Regions from separate parts of the Zea mays genome. Here region 1 is linked to region 2. A link is a contact called in public Hi-C data. All regions are on one chromosome and are shown on one strand. The core of a region is the stretch at or near the end of the contact, and the rest is flanking DNA. Distances in the headings are between cores, read along the strand shown.

Region 1 (4,400 bases), core at 1,698-4,197, 350 kb before region 2:
GCGGCAACGACTAATATGCAAGCAAATACTAGGTGCAAGCGTGCAAGCAGACTTTTTGGTCTGTTAGATCTGAATCCAACGGGGGGTACAACTGTGGTTTGTTAGGGTTTTTTTTATAAAGCTACACCAGGTGGTGGTGGAAGGGTTTAAGTGCTAAATATGACATACCGTTGGATCTAGATCTAACAGATCAAAATGTCTGCTTGCACACTTGCACCTAGTACCTGCTTACATATTAGTCGTTGCCCTAACTAGCAAAATTAGTTTTGTAGAAGGTCATCAGCAGAAATAAAATAACGGCCTTATAATGGAGAATTTGAATGCCTTAGCAAACTCTAAAGCAGGGTTATACAGTGTTCTAAAACCCTTACCACCCACTTCAGATACATTTCCGTTAACAAATATGTTGTTAATTTTGAACATCACATTATATAGAAACTAATTTAATAAACATAACAGAGATGCAAAACCAACAAAAAATGGAAATGTGCACAAAATAATGCAAGAAAATTGATCATAACATCTATTGGTATTAGGAAGTTTGAACAATAACAAAAATTGGACACAACAAACAAGAGCCAACCTAGTGGCTGATTTAGGAACACCACGTGTCCGGTTGCTATGTGACCAGCAGAAGGATAAGCATGCAAACAGTTAACAACTAAATAAAAAAATAGGTAACCAACAAGAATTAGAACGTCATCTTAAATGGTCAAACTAACGCGATAACATAAGGCATTAAAGGTGCAATCCACAAGAACTATTTCCAGATAAAAGCCTGTTTTTAGATGATTCCAACATTGAACTTTATCCAGCATTCAAAGTTCGGTTTTGCCCAGCTAGAAACAGAAATAGATCATGCTAGACACCTAGACCACAAGTTATATCAACTGTCTGAGATATTCAATGCTTCCCTCCAATAAGGAACAAGATATTGCAGCCAATAATAGCATGAAACAATGCATCCCAACAACCAATAATGCAGAATACCAACAGTAAATCCTATGAAGCACCATCAGTCTCCAGCTAGGAATAAAAACTAATAATGTTAAACTATGCAGAACAGGTATCTCCTAGGCTAATAAGTTTGTTTGGCACTTTTCTGTCATCCTGTTGAAAAAGGATACTAAGACAACCATAAAAATACATCCGATAATGAAAAATTAACAGCCTAAACTCAAAGCTTGAGTATTTAAGATTTTCAAGTGGGCATTCATGTGATATTACATGTACATCTGATCAGATGGAGCTCATATTAATGTGGCAGCACCGTGTTCTGTTGCATCAAGCTTTCATTTCTTGCATGAAATAGCTCAACAAGCACTTGGTCTAGCAATACTGGAACTAACCACAGTAAAATTAAACTCACAGACCATGATATGACCAGATTCACTAAGCACAGATCATCTAATAATCAACATCAAACTGGAATTGTGTAGGACAAACCCCAATTACAGCAAATCAACAGCTTAAAGCTGCAGAACATTCTCCATTCCAGATTCTCTACACATATACTACTAGTAAAGCAATGCTAACCACCTGAATCCGAAGTAATTGCTGAAGCATTGGAAGTCAGGACGAAAAAAAGTTAACCCACCATCTAATAACGAACAATCGAAGATCCAATTAGAAATCAGGGGCTAAAGCTCTAGTAGAAGTGACTGGCTGATTGCCAAAGTTCCAAGCTGCAGGAGATTCCCCATTCCAGCTTTCACTACGAACATACTGCTACTCAAGTAACATCAACCATTAATCTAAAGTAATGGATGAAGCATTTCAAGCCGAAACAGAAGAAAACACTGGATCATATAACCTATCATAAAGAAAACAAGGTCCAACTCGAAATGGGTAGGCTAAAGCTCCTATTGGCAGCGTTTGCTATAGCTCTAAGCCGCAGGGGATTCCCCATTCCAGCCTCATTACAAGCACACAACTACTCAGACAGAATCAGCTCCAAGCTGAAGGGGATTCCCCATTCCAGCCTCACTACAAAGCACACAACTACTCAAGCAGAATCAACCGCCTAAATCTGAAGTAATACCTTCTGTACGAAAAAGGAACTGCAGCATTTCAGTCCAAACGAAAGAGCTGTAACTCCTAACCAATCATCAAATGACCAATATGAAATTTGGAAACCGATGGGCCAAACCCTACCACCCCTAATTGCAAGAGCCCCAGCCTACAAGTAGCAAGACACTAGCAGCAAACGTAGTGCAGCGAGCAAACAAAGAAAGTAAACAGCGACATATCACGGCCAGATTTAGGAATCTTCCCCCGGTTCAGCTAGCCCCCCGACAGTCCCTAATCCTAATCGAGCGCCCCAGTTACGAATCTTCACAGTACAGACCGGGCATGGGGTCCGTAGCTCACCTACGGACCTACACCCAACACGGAGCAGAGAGCTCAAGCAGTCGTGGGCCTCGTGGCCGAGCTCTGGACGCACCTACTCCGAGCTGAAATCGAGGTCCAGAACCTCACGGGGCCACGAATCCCAGCTGGATGGCGGTGGTAGGCCGGGGGCAGCGTCGCAAACCCTAGAGCCCCAAATCCGGAACTGGGAGGCTCTCGAACGCCAGACCGGCACCGCGGGAACCCTAGAACTCGGCGCGAATTAGCGGCCGGGAACCGGAATTCCGCTCCCCGGAAGCTTATTGACCCCCGAATTGGACGCGGACGAGGCAACTCGAGCGAGCGAGCGAGCAGAGAGACAGGCAGTCAGGCGGTCGGGCAGCAGGTCGTCGTGACCCCCTACCTTCTTGGTCCACCCGTCGGGTGCGGGCATCTCGACGGACACGACCTCCGCCGGCTGCTCTCCGGGCGTCGCCATGGTGGTGGGTGTGCGTTATCCCTAGCGCTAGCTGCTCCGTCCCGCTCAGCTCTTTGCTCTCGCTCTCGCTCTCGCCACCTGTTGGTTGGTGTTGGTGGTGGTGCAGGTGGGGAGGGAGGGGGCAAACGACGGCCGCGTGGGGATTTAATTTCCATTATTATATAATGTATATATATAATGTGTGATAAAAATAAATGTACCCCACCCCTTGGACACATTCGCCGCCGGACGCTGACGCGTGGGTCAGCGCGTTCTAAGCAAAAGTGGGACCGGGGTGGCAGAGAGCGCGGAGGGAGGGGCCGTTGGCACGGCGTCGGGACGGACGTGGGGGAACCGCCATGCGCTGCCGACGGCGTGGGGCTCAGCCGCGTGCCGCGTGGGCGTGGTTCGTGCACCGTTAGGCAGCGCGGGGCCCGAGCAGCTGCGGGACGGTCCGCGTGGACCTTGCGCGGGGAGGCAACGTGAGGGCCGGATGCCGGGACTGAGAGGCTGGACAGCAAACTGGATTGAACTTCGCACTGGTGGAGTCCGCGGGAGCGGGAAACCGGAGCGGCGAAGCCGGCCAGCCGGGAGGGAGCCTCTCTCTCGCCCCCTCGGGGGCTGTGCGCCAGCCACGTGGCAACCTCGGCGCGGATAACCCGAATAGAACGGATCGGTGCGGGCGCGGCCGCCGTGCATCCGGCGCACGTGACGGGCTGCGGGCCGCAGGGCGGAACGCGGGGTGACGTCTGACGTGGACGCCTCGCAGCGCAACGCACGCGCGCCTCGTGGGCCGTGTCGTGTCACCGCGAGCGCTCACGTCTCTCTCGTTTCAATCATATAAACTCATCTCTACTGTCTATTAAGAGGTTAATGTAGACCACAGGCGTACCCCGCTCCATCCTCTGCACGCATGCAGTCCTCTACACGCATGCACTAAACCCGCACACGCATCACACATGCAAGTATGCAACTAAACTAGCGCATGCAACCATGTATGCAAACGTCTCCGCTCGATGCAAAGCTTGCATGTGCGCAGCCGTGCAAGTATGTAAATGTGAATGACATTTGAACCATGGTTATTTGCTTTAAACTCGCATCTATTTAGTGAACATGACACACATATTTTTTGTTTTAAATTTTATACTCAAGTATAATATAGACTGTTATAAAAAATAGGGAAAAATTAAAACCGGATCGTGTTCCGGCCAACCATGTTACTTTTTACGTGAGTTTGCTACCTCGATGCTCTGTATGATTTTCTTTGTGTTTAATATCAATTATAACTACGCTAACTAATTTTTAGTTGTTTTGTACCGAAAATATAGATTGGTCAAGTCGTTTAGTAAAACAACATATCACACATACTTGCAAATTGTTTTCGCATCATAATGAATTATATATCTATATGCAAATTAGCAACTCAATTTTTAGAATAGTTCATAGCCATCGGTTCAGAACTTTATGCGAAAGAATGTTGGCTCTATGTCTGCTTATACGAAAGAATGTTGTCTCTTCCCGTTCCTATAGGAGGGTGAAATAAGTTTTACTAGCAGCGTCGTACCGGAGGTGCCAGTAGCCTCAGTTTGCCAGT
Region 2 (4,801 bases), core at 1,706-4,205:
ATGATAACACATAATCTACATGTAATGTAGGTCAACCATACCTAAGTGGTACTACAGCAAGTTCATGGTACTTCAATCCTGGAATTCCTGAGGCGCAGACCTACTACAACAGGTAAAACGAAATAAAATTTGAATACAATTCCTTCAAACACTCACTATTTTTTATATCACATTTCAAATATGCTCCTATCTAATCTTATGCCCACAATTATCTAACAGTTTATTAAGCTACAATATACTAAGCTACCAGTAGTAATATTTAAAATGAAATTGTACATAAACCTTGTTTTTACCATTACCTCTTTATATATTACATTCAGACCAATTTGGTCTCTCTCTTTAGAAAATATTCAATACTTACATTTATTTATTAACTAAAACTAAACAAGACTTTCATTTCTTTTGCTCTATCAAAAAAATCAAAGACAGTGCAAAACAAAAATCGTCGATGCCTAGAATCAGTATCTACAAAAAAGAATTGTTTTTTGAATAGTGTTATATTTGCTTGTATTTCTTATCACTCTTTCACTTATAAAAAGATGATAATATAAAACATAAAAGGAACTTTAAAAAAATATACTAGAACTAAGTCTTATTTGATCATGGTTGTGACATCAATTGAAGGTTGCAAAACAATGACCTCCAACTAATACAACCCACAGCAGCCAAAGAAGAAATCCAGGTTTCTCAACCACCAAATTTGGAACACAAGACTGTTGAAGAGCTGCTCGACATAGATCCAGACATGTTTCCCGTATTCATTACTAAATCTTCCTATATTTCACTTATCTAACACATCTACGATATGTTTGTCTGACTTGGTACATCTTTTTTCTCTTTTATACTGCAGCCAGAAGGCTACAGATGCACTGTTACTATCTCACGCATTGTGCAAAACAGCAAATGGTGGTACCCATCTTGCTCCAGGTGCCACAAATCTTCATCTCAAACTTCAACTGGATATCACTGCACATCATGTGGCTGCACAGATATTAACTTTAGGTAAATCTTAGCACACACACTTGATTTACTACCATTTATTTCATCTTGATAAAATCTTATCTTTACTACAAACTTAATTGCTGCTTCGAAATACTCATATTTTCCATTGACAGATACAAGCTCAGCTTCATTGCTACTGATGGGACATGTGAAGCAGAGTTCTTTTGTTTTGATAGCATAGCCAGAAAAATAGTAGGAAAACCTTGTGACAACCTTGTTACAGCAGTTACAACTTCTCAGGGTCCCCCAGCAGCCCTAGCCGCTATTGTGTGTCTGAAATTTACCCTTGCAGTTGCCATCAATATGTCAGCCTACTCAGTCACAAATAGAGTCTTCTCTATTCTGTCTATTTTAACAAATCATGGAAGACAATCCTTCATACCATCTAACATGCCTAGCCATCCTCAACAAGAGTTGCATACACAAGATGAAATACCTAGCCTTCCGACCACACAAGACTCTCCAGCAACATCAATGGCAAAACTATCTACCTGTAGCAACGAAAAAAACGAGGTACGAAACTTCTTATTTTTCTTGCCATGTACAGCCTATTATAAACATATCATTCCTTCATGCATACAACTTAATGAAGTCTATTCAACAGGCACGACGCGTTCTAATATATTCAGATATGCCGCATGACACAGAGGTACCTTTAGTACTGCTAAATACTTAATTTCCATGCACTCACAAAGGTACATATCTATTGCATTTTAATACCAGATATAAATTGATACAAACAATACCCACAGAATAAATAAACTAAGACAAAATGAACTTCCACTTTGTCATAGCAAACTACATTCATATATTTTATGCACTTAATCACATGGTGATGACCAGCACATAAGTGAAGTCAACAACCAAGAGTTATCGTCACCACCGAAAAGGTATGTATTACAAAGATAGTTGAACATAATAGCAGTACCAACGACGACCTTCTTTTAAATGATACATCTTATTTTCCACGCTAATACAACATTCATAATATTATACAGGATAAAACATAGCCACACTAACAAAGGCGCACCAGATCTTACAGACCCAAAAAAGAAAAGCTCCTAGATCATCATCAAGTTCATGGAGGTATAACACCATGTGCAAACCTTATTCATACACCACAAATATACTTATACACAGTCAACATAATGTATTCCACTCACCCTTTTACACAGCAACATTAGCAAACTATTCGGAAAAAAACTTCCAACAACTCTAATATTTTTTCCCTCCTTCCTACACAGGTATTTGCTTTTGCGCACCTATCAAGAGCAACCATCACTTTTGGACCATGAATGCTTCCCTGTACATATGAACCTACTGGTAGACTATTTATGGATCTGTACATATTGACTTAACACCTGCAAGCACACTATTGCTAAGTGTTGATGTATGGTGGTTGAATACTACTTAGTATGTATTGTACTCTAAATGCACTCTACAACTGGTATCAACTATTAAGGATGAACAACGTTATCTATTTATATTTTAGTTCCTTGCCTACGTATTATATAGTCATATCATGTTTAAATTTATTTTATGTACCTGGTTGCTCACACCAAACACTTAACCCATATGTGGTCACACGCGCATGGGCGCGCGGTAAACACTAGTTTCTTTATTATTAAAGCTGGACGGAAACGGTGCCTATAAGGCTATCCACGTCAGCCCAAATATTTCCAGGCCTTAGATTTCCAATCAACGACCACGATACAATCTTGTGTCCATGTAATTTCATTCATCACTACGCTCCTTCGTTCTCTACGTCTCGATCCTTCCGGTCGATACTTTTCAGCTCCATGCGACACGATGCTTCTAGACTAAAATCGGTTGTTTCCTCCACACGATCGACGGTCACGATTTGGCATCGGTGGACCACCCGACTCTTCTAGACGAATGCGAACGAACGAGTAAAAAACAATCTGAGGTCCCAGTCAAGCTGACGAGTCCTGCAGCCCCACAACACAAGCTGAGAGAGGCCACCGCTCTGGTAGACGAGATCAGGACGCCGGAGAAGCCTGCAAAGGAGCCAGCACCGGCCGCGAAGCAGATCACGGCGCCGGATAAGCCAGAGGAGATGCTGAGAGCTCAGCATATGCTGACCACTCTGGTGGACGAGGTCCGGCCACTGGAGAAGCCAGAGGAGACGCCGAAGAACACCTCCGCAGGTCAGCCTGCCCTGTTGCGGTATCGCCCTGTCAGTCTTCGTCCTCCCTTGACTGACCGTCGCCGCTCAGGATGTTCAACTCCATCCTACCCCGCCAAGAATGTTGATGCCGAGCGCTCCGCCTGTTCCGCTCCCGCGCCGCCAACGAGCACCGCCGAGCTCCTCCCTGGCGCCACGTCCCGACAGACATCGGCGCCGAGCGGCTGGCTCCACCGTGCCGAGGTGCTCCCCCATGCCCCTACCCCCTAGGCCAAGCGGTTGAGCTCCGCCTCGCTCCTAGCGTTCGTATCTAGACCGTGTGGACTCTTCTGTCCTAATCTACTAACGATATTTTTACAAAACATTCTTTGCTTCTCTACGCATTCGGGCCTGTCATCTACAGATAGTAGCATCTTCCTATAGTAATATTTAATCATAAAAAATAATTAATGAACTCTTCAGCATTGTGGTTTAGGTCAATATATCAAACAAGATAAATCCTATATAATAGCATCACGTTCCATCACCATATTAAACTAACAATTTTATTTTTTTATCATCATGTGACATTACCCAGTTGACCAAATAGGTCTGTCGGAAAGAGGAGCATTTGCTGCTTCTTGGCTTGCAAAAGGCATCCTGACCTACATCCACCCAGCATAAAAACGTGTATTGGTCATATCATCGAGCAAATAGGTGATACGATGCTTTATGTCTTATTCTTACATGCATCTGAGTCTTATGGTTTCTTCAGTTTTCTTCTTTCTTTATTTCTTAATGTTTTTTTGTGAAGTTACGTCCAAAAATTGACAGAAGGAATAGCTCATACACACTTGATAATACACTTTCTTCTTTTTATCAGCATACTTTTCAGTCCATTCTAAGTTCTAACGTTGTCACTTTCCAAATTCTGTTGTCACTTATAAAACTTGCACGTTGATATTTGATTTAGTATCAGTACAATTTATATGGAGGCATATATTTAGATGAAACTTGATATTTGATTTTGTATCGGTACAATTTATATGGAGGCATATGTTTAGATGAAACTTGCTGAAGCATTGTTCAATATTCATCACAACTTCAGGAATAATAACAACGACACCATGTGGACCATTACTTCGATTTTGGCAAATCTGGTTTCAAAACATTCGAGCTAAACAACACTAAGGACAATAGTTCATACAACCTCATGAAAGAATAATGCCAACATAGAGGTGCACAACATATGTCATACTTTCAATTTTTCATTGTCCTAAAAACACAGCAATATGTGCCATCTAATACTCATGATACGAAGGTCAGTGGAAGACAATGAATTTGTAGCAAGCTTCTAAGAAATAGTACACAGAGGCGATGAATACATTTAGTTCTATGTCTCAAGCACTACATGTCAACCTTTTTACTAATACATTTTTTATAGCAGGCAAATCTAGCTTGCTTTTGTATGATAGATCACTAGGTCAGTAAAGACAAATTAAGCATTATATGCCAGAACATCTACCTGTATAGAAATACCTTCCTTTATGCAAAGGAACACTAAAATCATACCACATATAATTACTTATAAAAATCACTTATAAATGTTTTTAACCACGACGCCGCACGCGCGCAGGGCGCGCGTCAGCTACTAGTACGAATACGATGGGGAAT

Evidence for each region. Hi-C and Micro-C count contacts between places; a contact is called where the count stands out from the background.
Region 1: a Hi-C map of ear shows a contact between it and region 2, with 3 times the contacts expected there. The contact joins the promoter of mbd105 here to the promoter of LOC118476683 in region 2. A contact is called at or near these places in 3 of 25 Hi-C or Micro-C datasets (bundle sheath, ear and tassel).

The regions. Positions count from the first base shown.
Region 1 is chr3:111,781,709-111,786,108 of Zm-B73-REFERENCE-NAM-5.0, reverse strand. It overlaps mbd105 (methyl binding domain 105), which reads right to left and starts at 2,947. Exons shown (of 3, transcript NM_001111704.2): 1 at 2,753-2,947. The coding sequence starts at 2,827.
Region 2 is chr3:111,426,578-111,431,378 of Zm-B73-REFERENCE-NAM-5.0, reverse strand. It overlaps LOC118476683, which reads left to right and starts at 2,955. Exons shown (of 2, transcript NM_001399071.1): 1 at 2,955-3,170; 2 at 3,240-4,186. The coding sequence starts at 3,080. The coding sequence ends at 3,418. LOC103652044 reads left to right here. Exons shown (of 8, transcript XM_035966576.1): 3 at 31-112; 4 at 625-754; 5 at 851-1,002; 6 at 1,116-1,515; 7 at 1,607-2,088; 8 at 2,247-2,505. The coding sequence ends at 1,678.